Regions from separate parts of the Oryctolagus cuniculus genome. Here region 2 is linked to region 1. The links are chromatin contacts, called in public Micro-C maps. All regions are on one chromosome and are shown on one strand. The core of a region is the stretch at or near the end of the contact, and the rest is flanking DNA. Distances in the headings are between cores, read along the strand shown. Region 1 holds the start of NBL1 (NBL1, DAN family BMP antagonist). Region 2 overlaps CAPZB (capping actin protein of muscle Z-line subunit beta).

Region 1 (6,612 bases), core at 1,968-4,467:
GAGCTGGGGAGAGGGGCTTTCAGCCCTCAGCCCCAGTTCTGGGCCCCACATTACCTTGGCCCCAAGAGGCTGGCCCAGGGCCAGCAGGCTCTGGCCTGAGGCCCGTGCCCTGTGCCAGCCAGGCCTGTCGGGGCAGCTGGAAGCGTGCTGCCAGCCAGGTGCATCTCCTGGAGCCTGGAGACTCTGACACAGCAGGTCTGCCTTCCCCGCTGGGCCCCGCCACCCTGGACCCATTGGCGTGCCATCCCCACGGCAGCCCCATGGGCAGGGCATGAGGCAGCCAAGAGGGCGCCGTGGGTGCAGGAGCCCAGGTTTGGGAGTGGATAGGTCTGAGAGTTCAAGTCCAGGTTTTGTCCGTCACGACCTATGTGATCCTGGGCAGGGCACTGGACTTTCTGGAGCCTTGATTTTTCTCGCCTGTAAAATGGGAACAAGGATGGGATTGTGATACAGGTTAAAGGAACAGAGCAGACATGGTGCTTAGTGTGACTCCTGCCACAAAATGGTAGCTGTGGCCGGTGCCATGACTCACTTGGCTAATCCTCTGCCTGTGGCGCCGGTACCCCGGGTTCTAGTCCCAGTTGGGGCGCTGGATTCTGTCCTCGTTGCTCCTCTTCCAGTCCAGCTCTCTGCTGTGGCCCGGGAAGGCAATGAAGGATGGCCCAGGTGCATGGGAGACCAGGAGGAAGCACCTGGCTCCTGGCTTCAGATCAGCACAGCGTGTCGGCCATAGCGGCCATTTGGGGGGTGAACCAATGGAAGGAAGACCTTTCTCTCTGTCTCTCTCTCTCTCTCTCTCATTGTCTAACTCTGCCTGCTAAAAAAAAAAAAAAAAGGTAGCTGTGGCTTAGGTATGGTCAGAGTCACCTTCTAGGCCACCTGCCTGCACTGGGACACTCGCCAGGTAGATGTGACTCAACTCCTAACCCCAAGTTCTTGACTAGGCAGTTTTGGGTTGTTCTAGAACCTTCCTGTGAGTGGTGGCTCCCTGTGCCATCTGACAAGCTTACTGGGCTCCGCAGCTGGCTTCCTGACTGTGGGAATGGGTCCAGGGGCCGCGCTGAGAGTGGGGGTGGTGAGCCTTCGCTGCAAAGACATCAGTATTTTTTTTAAATGTTGGTCTAAGCAATTTATTATTTTTTTAAAAGATTTGTTTATTTATTTGAAAGACAGAGTTACACAGAGAGAGAAGGAGAGGCAGAGAGAGAGGTCTTCCATCCGCTGGTTCACTCCTCAATTGGCCGCATGGCTGCAGCTGTGCTGATCCGACGCCAGGAGCCAGGAGCTTCTCCCAGGTCTCCCACGTGGGTGCAGAGGCCCGTAGACTTAGGCCATCTTCTATTGCTTTCCCAGGCTACAGCAGAGAGCTGGATCAGAAGTGGAGCAGCTGGGACTCGAACTGGCATCCATATGGCACTGCAGGCGGTGGCTTTACCCACTACGCCACAGCACCTGCCCCAAAGCCATCAGTACTTCCCACATGCCCACTTTGGCCCACGAGGCTGGTTTCTGTGGCACGTGGTTCTCTGCCAGACGTCAGCCGCACCCCTGTGTGACTTCAGCCAGGCCACGTGGCCTCTCCCTCTGGGCGTGAACTTTCTCATGGAATGGTGATAGCACTACTGTTTGTCGCGCAGATTTATCACGAGTGGGAAGTGCTCGGAGGGGATGAGGCACACGGGAAGTGCTTGCGTGCCTGTGCGCTGTGTAACAGCTTGTGGGAAGACTTTGAGGGCGGGACCTCGGTGCGTGCTGGAGACGCCCCATGCCACATCAGAGTCCCACCTCTGCTCTTCCGTCCAGCTTCCTGCTGAGGTGCATGCCGGGAGCAGCAGATGATGGCTTGAATTCTTGGCCTCTGCCATCCACTTTAGAGACTTGGATTGAGTTCTGGGCTCCTGACTTTGGCCTGGCCCAGCCCCAGCTGTTGCAGGCATTTGGGGGAATGAACCAGTGGATGGAAGCTCGCTCTCCCCCCCCTCAAATAAATGAAATCAACCAATAGAAAGAAGAGATTGACCTGTGCTACAACGGTGGGGACGGTCATTACCTCACTCAACCTAATGCATTGTGCACCTTGCCTGGTCCCACCGTGAGCCCCGAGCACCGGGCAATAAGCCCCCCGACCCATGCCCTCCGGGAGCCCAGGCCAGATAGGAGAGCGGCACACTTCCGGGGGGCAGGGACCCCTGCTCCAGGACCACTCCAGACTTCCCAACCCGGTGCTTGCAGAGGGGGTTCCTCGGGCGGGAGGGAAGTGCAGGCACAGGGAACAGCGGGTAGGCAACAGCCTGGATGCCTGGCGATGCCGGCTGAGTTGGAGAGGGCCCAGCGGAGGGAGTCACCTGCGGGCCACCAGGAGCCAACCACGGGGCTCAGCAACCTCGTGACACCGGCAGAGCAGGGCTGCGCCCACCAAGCCAGGTGAAACACATGGACACGGCTCAACCGTGCCACGAAAACAATCCCTCCCCCCCAGGTCCCACAGACGGGGCCCACACGGTGTCCCTGAGCTGCCACCGTCACAGGGCAGAGCTGGTGTCTCGCCGGGTTGGGATCACAGCACACACGGCCCCTTCGCTCTTCTGCGAGCCCCGGAGGTGAGTCTGTTTCCTGGCGTTCTGAATAGCATCGTTCCTCCAGGGGCTCCCAGATCCTTCTCTCGTCTTGGCACGGTTAAGCCAGCGCCTGGAGCCCATCGGAAGCCCGGTGACAGACTCCAGCGGAGGCCAGGCGGCCCTGGGGTACAACGGGTCGCGCGCCGGGGAGCGGGCAGGACGGGCGCGCCGCAGGACTCCCCCTCTCCCCCACCGGTAGGCCGCGTTCCCGGCGCCCGGAACTCGGAGGGCCGCAGCTCAGGCCAAGACTGCAGTGCCCAGTGCCCCTTAAAGGACAGCTTGGTCACCACGAGGCCTGGCACGACGCACTCGGGAGAAGCCAGGCGGAGGGAAGACCCAGCGCAGACACACTCGGGAGGGAGCCTCGGCACCGGCCACGGCGCCCCGCTCGCTGCCCTGGCCCGGGGGCGCTCCTCCGCGCCGTCGGACCGCGCCGGAGCCGGGCCGGGGCCACGGCGGCCGCGGGCCCCTCCTGCGCCGCAGCCCGGAGGGAGCGGCCGCGCGCGGGGCCCGCCCGCCCTTTCTCCTCCGCGTCCCTCCCCTCGCTGCCCCCGCCCTCGCTCCCTATTTGGAGCCGAGACTCCCTGACGTCGGAGCCGCTCGGCTCGCAGCTCCCCCGCACCGCGCGCCCGCCCGGGCCGCAGACGGCGCGCAGCGCAGCCCAGCCGAGCCTCGCGGGGCCGCCGCCAGCTCCGCCGGCCGCCTCGCCCAGCCTCCCGGGGGCGCCCGGGCCTGCGACCCCGCGGCCCGCACCAGCTGCGCAGGACCCGGCGGGCGCGCCCGCGCTCCTCCGCCGCCTCCGCCGCCGCTGCCGCGCGCGGTAAGTCCCGCCCGGGCCGGCACGCGGGCGCCCGGCTTCCAGAGGCTTCGGCCGCGCCCCCGGCCGCGAGCTGCGCACCCCCGCGCGTCGGGCGGCCGCGGGCACCGTGCGGAGGCGCCGCCGCCGCCGAGCTCGGGAGCCCAGGGCCCGCCGGGCGCGGGAGCCGGGGACGTGGGCGCGGCGCGGGGGTGGCCGGGGGCAGCGCTGCGCCCGGAGCCCGTCCCCAAACTCGCCTCGGGGTCCGGTTTCTCGGTCGGAGTTCCCGCGGCCCGAGAGGACACGGAGGGAGATGCGGAGCCGGGCGGGCCGCGCGGGCGCCGGGGCAGCGCCCGGGGCTCGGCCGCTGGGCTCGCGCGTCCCCCGGCGCTGCTCGGGCCTCCGGGCTCGTGGACGGCTCGGCCTCGCTCTGCGCCCCTCTCCCCTCCCGCGGTTCCCGTCGCCCCGTTTCCGCCCCTCTTTCTGCGCCCCCCCCACCTCAGTTTTCTGCTCCCCGGGGCTTGTGGCTCTGCCTTTATGTCTCCTCCTCCCCGTCCCCCCGCGCCGCTCCCCCCGTGCGGCTCCCGGGCCCCCGCCCTCCAGTTCAGGCATCCCACGGTGTTGGAGGCGCCCCCACCCCCCCAAGTTGGGTTGCTAGATTGTTTCCTGGGGCCGGGCCAAAGTGCAAAACCCTCTGCCCGCGCCCGGGGCCTGGCCTGGGTCGTCCCCACCTGGAATTGAGTCTGGGGCCGGGAGAGCCCTTTCCGGGGGCTCGTTTTTTTTTTTTTTTTTTTATATGAATTCCACCCCCGCGACGCTGTCTGGACAGCAGGGCCCTGCTGCCGGCCACCTGCCCGCCCGCTCGCAGGGCGGGGCTGCCGCTGAGCCTGCCCCAGCCGCGGTCGAGGGCAGCTGCCTGCCTCGGCGTGGCCAGGGACTTGGCGGACCTCAGAGGTCCAGGCCGCATTTGCAGGCTTTGGGAGACCCTCGCCCAGCTGTGCACCCCCAGCCTGTAAGTGGGGGCGCCCCAGGGGAAGAGGGACCAGGCCCTGGCTGGGTGGGGGTGGAGGAGCCCCTCACCCTTTGTGGCTGTCTAAGCTGTGACCTCCTGAGCCTCCCCCAGGGCTGGGGCTGCTCGGGTGTGGTTTGCCTCAAGAATGGGGGCCAAAGACGAGGGGAGGCCTGAGCGGCCCCTTGTTCACCCACCCCTGCAGGCTGCTGCCTCTTCCCGCTGTCCCTGGGGGCCTGTGTGCTGCAGGCCAAGACAGGGGTGTGGGTGCCCCGTGCTAGCCGGCGATACGGCCTCATGGTTTTACAGGGAAGTTTCAGACTGAATTTGGCTTCTTCCCCTGCTCCGTCCGGCCCGCAGCCCCAAGGCTTGGAGGCTCCTGCGGCGGGCAGGGCTGCGGTGGGGTGTGCGAGGGGCTTCTGCCCAGCAGATGTGCCGGCCGGCCCTGCGGAGCTCGGCAGCTCGTTAGCATGCATCTGTTTCTTCGGAGGCTGTTTTTGGCCTGTGGCAGGAGGGCTGTGGCCCTGGGCTGGGGGCCTGGCACCGCGGTTAGTCACAGCCGGAAGCCGGAGCTGCCTGGCAGAGTGGCATGGGCCTGGCCCTGCGTGTCCGCCCGCTGGACAGTTGCTCATCTCTGTCTGTCCCAGAGCCTTCCCCGGGGCCAGGGGGAAGGCGCCCTGGGGTGAGTGAGCTCGGGTCCTGGAATCGCCACAGCCTTGAGCAACGCTGGAGCCAGACTCTGCCCCGGGCGGATGTGCTGGAATGGACGGTCCCAGGCAGGATGCCAATGCTACAGGTGGCAGACGCGGGGGCTGTGACCATTAGACTGTCCTGTCTCTGGACACACGTCGAGCTCTGCCCAGACCTCATCCTCAGAGCCCGAAGTGGGCTGGCGGGGCTGGGGATCCACAAGCTTGACCCCGCCTTGCCGAGTCCCAGAGGGACCTGCTGTCAGTCACACAGTCGAGAAGTCCCTGTCCTCGTTCCAAGACCTAGAGGGTCACCCCCACCCTGCTGACCTGCAGACCTAGGGCTGCGGCCACAAACGCCACGCCCTCAGCGCCCTGCGGCCACTCAGCCTGGTGCCCGGCTCTGCCTGACCGCTCATGGTGGGTTGTGTGTAGGTGGGGCTGGTCTCCCCGGGACCCTGCCTTCTTGGTGTCCCCCTGCCAGGTTGGAGTTGGCGTGGACCTCCTCTGGGCTCCTGCCCTGGCAAGCCCACGTGCCGGGCAGCACTTAGCAGTTGCTAAAACCCTTTCCCAGCCATCGTCTCTGCTTGGGTTTCCCCTAAATCCAGTGTCATCAGGGCGGGAGGCGGGCTGGGGACCGCCCAGCTCATGGTGGGAGGGAGGAGCGGAGGGGCGTGGCTGAGGGCAGGGAGGGTCTGAGTCCAGGGCTCTTAAACTCGGGACTCGACCCCTGGCGGGCAGCTCTCCGGAGGTCTCAGTGCCGCTTCAGCTGCCCTGGAGGTAGGTGCCCCTGAGGCACTGAAAGGTGCCAAGTGGCTGAACCTGGATTTGAACCCAGGTCTATCATAGATGCAGAGAATGGGGACGAGGTCCTGGCTCTGTGTGTGTGTGTGTGTGTGTGTGTGTGTGTGTTACTGTGTGTTCCCAGGGGCACAGGTGGGTTTGGGTTGCCTGTGTATGTGTGTGCATGTGACGGGGCAGGGTGTCTCCCCTGTACCTTGAAAATCCTGGTGTGGCCCCCAATGTTCAGATTTCCCCAAAAGAGGATGTGGGAAGCGATTGTCCCCTTGTTAGTCAGGATTCCTGGTGGATGGCGGCGGTGCTGCCTGACAACCAGGGTCCAGGAGGGGACCTGTGCAGCCCCTGTCAGCTGGGCCGTTGTGGGGTCCCCTTTCCTGGGGTGCTTCAGCCTCTGAGTTGGCCTCAGTATCCTGTGAGTGGGAGGCGCACGTAATACAGAAGCCAGGGCTGCAGCCGGGGGTCGGACTGGGCATCTCGGGGAGGGTGCTGGTTCTGGTAGGGGGCGGAGGACCCCAAGGCCTGACCCCTGAAGCCTTCCTGGCCTTCCCCCAGGGACCCTCTGGAGCCAGGCCCCCCAGCCAGCCTCCAGGGCAGGTGAGCTGGCTGGCCTGTTGCCTACGTGGGAGATCAGGGCCGGTCGCTTCCTGGGCCTCATGCTCCACGAGCCGGAGGAGATTCCTTCTCCGTGTGAGTGGCAGC
Region 2 (6,612 bases), core at 2,814-5,313, 210 kb before region 1:
GCAGCCTCCCTTCCCGAGCCTGTGTGCAACTCTAATTACCCGGGCGCCAGGGTGGTCTCGTAAACTTAAGTATGGATATGCTTGCTATCGGTCTCGGGTGGGCAAGGTACAAGCTGAAGTTCCGAGGAGAAAGTAAACATTTCGTGTGCACAGGAATCCCAAGAACTCTGAGAAGAATAACCCGTGCGTGCTGGAGCACTCCCCCGGGCTCCCGCGCTGGGTGGAGTTCACCATACTTTCCAGGCCCCCAGCCAAGCATTACCAGGCTGGCTCGCGGTCAAGTCCATGTGCTGCAGAGGGCGTCCCCCAGGCCTTGCCCAGCCCAGGGCCCAGGGGCCGCCTCCAGAGCAGGATGGCCCCACGGTGGGGGACAGGAGGCCTCCATGTCAGGGCAAAGGCTGCGGATCCGGACGCACGGCCCTGCTGGTAACCAGGCCGCTGGCCGCCTCCTCCCAACTCCAACATCCATCTCCCAACAAAAGCTTCCAGCACGGGACGGCACTGCTTGCAGACATGGATTCCTTCGGGCTTGAGTCACTTCCACACGGATCCTCGCTGTGCCGACTTCTGTGTTTCATGGGCCTGGAGTGACGGGGGCCCCACGGTATCAGTTACCAGGCAAGGGGCTGCCGGCTGCACCAACAGCCCTTCCCGGCGTGGCAAACATAGCCGGCAGAGTGGCCGACGGCGCCCCCAGCTGCCGCGTCCTCCTGAAGGCCCTGTCGCCACCCCAAGGACAGGGCAGGAAGCACCACTGCCCCAGAGACCACCCGCGGGCTCGCAGGGGGCTCTGGGACTCAGCTGGGCAGAGCGCTGCCCCGTGCTGTCCTGTGGCTCGCACAAACGCTGCTGCAGGCAGGTGGTGTGCTTCCTGCACACAGCCCTGGCCTGCGTGTGCAAGGCTGGCTTTCAGAATTCCCTCTCCTGACACCAGCTGCCTGGGGACAGCACAGGAAACAACGGGGGCGACTTCCCCGGTTAGCATGGCTCTGCGGCCTGCCCCATGCTGGTCCCTCTCTGGCAGCACACCACTCTTCCTGGGAAGGAGCTGAGCTTTATCCCCACTTCACAGATTAGAAGGTTGAGGTCAGTCATGGAGGTGGCGGTCTGTGGGGGTTGGAACTAAGCAAACAGGCTACGAGGTTAAGCCTTCCTGGCTCCGGCTTCCGAGTGGCCTGGCCTGGTGGGCTTGGGGAGGTCAGCTTGCTTTCCTAGGACTTGGTTTCCTCACCTGTGAAGCCAGCGCAGGAAACCCACAGGTGCTCATGCCGCATGGCTCTGAGGGTCAGCCGCAGGATGTCTTCAGTACTGAGGACAGCACCGGCCACGCCCAGACCACCTGCTGTGTGCAACAGAGCACACCTCCTCCTCACACCCGCATCGCGAGAGAGGCTGCTTCAGACCCTGGACGCAAACCGACCCTGGAGAATCCAGTGCTTCCTGACCCACGCTCCACCTGCGGCAGCTGTCTTCCCTCTCCCCAGGCGGGCCCTCGGTCTAAGAGAGGCTTGACTTCACCCTTATCCAAGAGGCCAATCGACGGCTCCAAACGGTTCCAGGGACGTCCCCCTTGCACGTAGGCTGCTTCCTCACTTCCCAGTGACGCTGCTGCCCGCCTCCCCCCAGGGACGTCCATCCTACAGAGCAGGGGCTCCAGCCTCCCCCACTGCTACACCCCAGTTCCCACGCTGTGCCTGAGAGGGAGGGCGGAGAGAAGGAAGGAGCTTCAGAACCTGGAGCCTTTCCAATTCCAATCAACTCCATTTTTAAACAAACAAATGAGTGAGCATAAGACCCCTGATCGATCTGTTGTCAGGACTCACATTCCAGTGGTGCCAACGGCCAGATGATCTCAAGTACAACAGCTCTACGCTGGGAAAGCACCAAGACGGGACCAAGCGGCGCTGGGAGCCTGGGCGTCGGCCGCACAGCGCAGAGGGCGGGCCCCAGCCACACCCCACGGCCGAACAGCGGGGCCTGCACTGACAAAGGTCTGCAGCCAGACGCCAGCCGGCCTCAGGCAGCGCTCACGTTAACCACCCTGCAGAGCCAGCCCAGGACTCACCAACGGTGGGCATCTGCTCCACCATGGAAAATGCCTGGAGCGTGACAGAGCCAACCAGCCCTGCACAAGCGCGCCCCTCCAGATCAAGGCCCAGGCTGGGCCGGGGGTGTGCGCTGTGTTCCCAGCAGTCCTGTCTCTTCTGATCCACGGTAACCTGCTCTGGAACGTGCGTGCCGTTGCTGTCACGGGAAGTGTGGGCTACACAGCCGGGCCGCAGGGGTGCGGCGGAGCAGGTGCCCCGAGGTGCATTAGTCCTGACCTGGCGCGCACAGCCACTGTGTGAAGGCTCGGCCAGTTAAACGTGCACCCCAGCACACAGGAAGCGCATCTGGGTGTGCAGACGTCCCAGCCGTCACACAGGACTGCACAGCCTCTCCCAATCCTCCCACCCCACTTTCGGGGCTGAGCCGCACTCCAGCTTCACCAAGACGGCCGCTCTGCAACTGCCCTCCGCTATCTCCTGCCACGCTCCACAGCTGCGCTGTGCTGACTCCGCCCCAGAGGCCGAGATGGGCCCCTGGGCCCCAGCACCCGTCCCCACTCCAGGGTGAGTGGACACTCACCCTGCGGCCGAGGTCGTCCTGCTGAACCAGGATGAAGGCAGTCACCTAGTCCATCCCCACGCTCGCCGGAAGCCCCGCCCCACACCCGCCTCACGTCCAGTGCTCAGACCCGTGGAAGAAACCACATCACGTCTCACGGATCATGGGTTTGCACACAATTTAAATGGAAGGACAGGTCCAAACAAAGCTGAGGCTTCACGGCGGGGCACGTGCGGCACGGGCTCTGCAGCCACCGGCGCAGGAGGGCCTCTGCGGGAAGGAGGGGCAGTGCTTCCCGGCCTTCCTGAGCAATGTTCGGGAAACACCCGAGGGGCAGCCCACGCAGGCTGCTGGGGGCACCGAAACGCAACTCCAGTGAGCTGGAATAAAACAGCCCTGGGGCCTTCTGGGGGGAGATGCAGGGCTCCACCAACCTCTTCACCCCACATGGGAGGAGGCCACTTCCGGTACTGGGTGCAGGCAGCGAGCCGTGGGTCCCACCTGCCTCACCTGCCTCCCGCTTCCGAACAGCTCAAACCCCGCAGCTGGCACCACCCCTCAGCGGGGTGACTCGGGGTGACTGCCAGCGTCCAAGGGCGGACACGTGAGAGGTGAAAACAGAAGAACCGCATGCCTCCCTTGTCCCCAGGGAGCGCGTCCCTGCTATCTACCCAACAGCTGATCACAGGAAAGGAGACACAAATCAGAAGCTTCCGGCCACAGCGAGGGCTGCGTCTGTGCGGCCACATGGTTCCACTTTGCCTCTTCCTCTTCCCCATTAGCTATTAATGCTGAAAAAAAAAATGGCTCAACCAGAAAGAGAAACTTGAGATGAACCCTGAAAAAAAGCACAAAAGCCAGACCAGCTCAGCTGCACGGATAATCTAACCCACGGCGCCCCGTCTCGGAGAAGCGCACCCTGTACCTTGGTTTTTAAAAAATGAACACATTCTGTTTTCTGATCTGCCCCCTGGCTGAGAGCCATCACCAGGGAGATAAGAATCGAAAACAGGCTCCACGCGCCCGGCTGCTCCGATGAGTAATGCTGTGGAATCGTGGTGGGGAGGGCCCCGGCTGGCCCACTTCTCCCCTTACACGGCCCCCCTACCCTCATCACACGGCCCATGTCCCCTGACGCAGCCCACTCCCATCACACGGCCTCCAGCAGCGTCAGGGCGCAGGAGCTCCTGGTGGCCAGCAGAGGGCTCTGTTCACATTTCGTTCCCTCTATTCCCAAAACTAAGTTTTTTTTTAAACAGAAAAGAAAGTGAAGACAGCGTTTCCAGCCGCCATGCTAGCCCCAGAGGCAGTAGCACGCATCCTGGAGAGCAAGCCCCCCCCCCCCCCCCCGCATCAAAGCAGCCCTGAGGCCTTTTCTGCCCCAGTCTCAGGAACCAGGGTTGGGGTGGGGGAGTCCCAGCACCTGCCTCAGAAAACTCCTTCCCTCCAACCAACACCGGGGCCTGCTCCAGGCACTGTGCAAGGTGCCACGGACTCAGCGATGGAGAGGGACTGACAGGAAGCCCTGCTGTGACCAACACGGGAGGCAGACTAGAGACGGGAGGCGGGAGGCGGGAGCCGAGGGGGGCCTGAGTGGCATGGGGTGAACCTGAAGAGGCTACGGGGGGAGGAGGAGCGGGGACGACGAGGTCTGGGAGGGGGCAGGGAGAGGCTCAGGGTGGGCTCCACGCAGCAGCAGCAGCGGGGCCGGGTACGCTGCTGTTCTTAGAAGCGTCACGTACTGATGGCGACAGGAGCACTTTCACCTGTCACGGTTGCACAAGTTCAGGAGCACCGGCAGGAGGAAGCTGCTGCCGCCCTCCCATGTAAGGACGCCGCCCTGGGACCCAGCCCTGCCGAGGCCCCGCTGGACAGACGCCTTGGGCAAGAGGGAGGCAGCTGTCTTAGGGTCACAGTCCCCCGCAGCAGGTTCTGAGGGGCGGGGCCGCTGCGAGGACTGCCCCTCTGAGCGGGCTGTCAGCCACACATCACCCGGGGTGGGGGGGCTAAGCTGGTGGGGGCAGCTGCGGCCTCCTCCAGGATGGCGGCGGCACGAGCACCTCCTGTGAGGCAGGGCCAGGCCGGCCGCACGGCCGCTGGCCGCTGCGGGGAGAGCGCAGCTGGCACCTCTGCTGGGAGGCCTGCCCTGGCCCTCCCACAGCACGGCCCACGCCCACCCCAGCCAGGCTTCAAAGGAGAGATGGGGGGCAGCCACAAAGCCTCCTGTCCCGGGCCCTGGGGGCCTCTCCTGTCGCTGCCCAGCCTCGGCCACTCACAGCCGGAGTTTCTAAAGGAAGGGTCAGGATGGGGCCAAACGCAGGAAAGAGAGCGCCGTACCTGGCCCAGCGTGGGTGCACACGGGGCCTCTGCTGTCCACCTGTCACCTCAAACTCCCCCGAGGGGGACAAGTCAGGCAGGCCTGCAGCATGGCTCTCCTCAGAGGGCACAGAACACCAGCCTTGACGACGCCAGGACTGGCAGGGGGCGCCACCTCGATTCCACCACACTGGCCTGCGGAGCCACCCGCAGAATTCTCAGGCCAGCCTGGTTCTCTGCTCCATGGTGTCCTTGCCGCCCAGCCCCACCTGATACACCCAAATCATCCTGCAGGGCCTCATCCCGCCTTGCCACAGCGCCTTCCGAAAGCCGCCCCAGCAGGGGAAGCTGCTGGTCCACCCTGAGCCCTCCTGCGCACCACGCAGTCGCGGACCCTAGGGATCTGTGGCATGGCTCTCCCCAGGGCGGGGACGAGAGTCTGGACCACCTGTGCCAGCGCCACACCTAAGTGTGTGTGGGGGGACGGTGTTGGCTTACACAAGACTAGGGTTGCGGAGGGTGGACAGCGATGACCCAGGGGGGCATCCGTCAAGGTGCGCACCAGGCCTTGGAGTTGGATGGACAGACTGGAGAGCGGACTGCGCCCTGCTGGGACCCAGGGACCCACAGCTGCAGCTGGGCTCCTCCTAAAGCCGCGCTGCCCAGGAGCAAGAGGACAGCAGGGTGGCAAGGCAGCCACACCCTTGTCCTGGATGTGCCTCAATCCTGTTTACGTACCTGAAACGTTACTGTGTGGGCTGTATTCTACATCACCACAGATCTCTTTTTGAGGAAAAGAAACAAACAGGTAACAACGCATCAGCACGACTCATGTCTAAAAGCACTGCCATTGCAGACAGAGGAGCCCTGCCCGCGTTTAGTGCTGTGCACAGAGCAGCCCGGAGTTCCTGCCCCACGGGCGCTCTCACTCGACCCCAGCAGCCCTGCAGGACGGAGGAGGAGCACCCGTTGTTGCTACTGACAGTGGGGCAAGAGGCACAGGAAGGCAGGAACTGGACTCAGAGGCGGCAGGGCCAGAATCCCACAAAACCTGGGCATTCGCCCCCCACGGCCAAAGCCCGAAGTATGAAGCCAACGTGGCCTCCGCCCGTCTCCTGGCGAGTAACTGGGACTTAAATACTTGAGAAGTCTCAGCTGACGGCCGCAGAGCGGGGACGCAGTAAGAAGGGCTTTGCCCACGAGGTCAGTGTGAACGGAACCTCCTGGGGGCAGGCCTGACGGAGGCAGGGGCTGCAGAATCTCATCACTGGGTACCACGGCCTGGGCCAGGCCTTGTAAACCACACGCATGTCGAATCTTCACCTCTAAATTCCGAGTCCGGGATGAACATCTGAACGGGCTAGCCTGGAAGTCCACCGAGCACACCTCTGAAGGAGGCACCTGCACGTGGAGCCGCAGCCCGGAACCACTGCTCTTCACCACGGATCTGGTGGGTGCAGCCCAGGTAGGCACACAGATGGCGGCAGGGCCTGGGACTCCCAAAATCCCTGTCCTGTTTGGCAGTAAGGGAACACACGTGGGGGAAACATGACAGTAGGAACCACAGAGCCAGGCCCCCACGGGAACATGTGGCACACTTCCAATTCTGAAACCCCACAGATCACCTGAACTCCAAAAGGATGTGACAGTCTCAGGAAGAGGCAAGGGACTTCCAGGGTCAGCAGGTTA

The links. A called contact is a pair of places that touch in the nucleus more often than the background predicts.
Region 2: a contact with region 1 is called in a Micro-C map of ear pinna, with 3 times the contacts expected there. The contact joins the enhancer-like site here to the promoter of NBL1 in region 1. A contact is called at or near these places in 3 of 6 Hi-C or Micro-C datasets (ear pinna, skin fibroblasts and an unstated tissue).

The regions. Positions count from the first base shown.
Region 1 is chr7:151,005,306-151,011,917 of mOryCun1.1, reverse strand. NBL1 (NBL1, DAN family BMP antagonist) reads left to right here and starts at 3,217. Exons shown (of 4, transcript XM_070079208.1): 1 at 3,217-3,438.
Region 2 is chr7:151,215,557-151,222,168 of mOryCun1.1, reverse strand. The region is part of intron 2 of CAPZB (capping actin protein of muscle Z-line subunit beta); the gene reads right to left. Among named protein-coding and RNA genes, the nearest start is that of SLC66A1, 56 kb to the left of the region's middle. Within about 2 kb of position 4,063, at least 2 of the 8 cell types and tissues checked have an H3K27ac peak or open chromatin away from gene starts, as enhancers often do. A contact at or near this core is called in ear pinna, where this site is marked.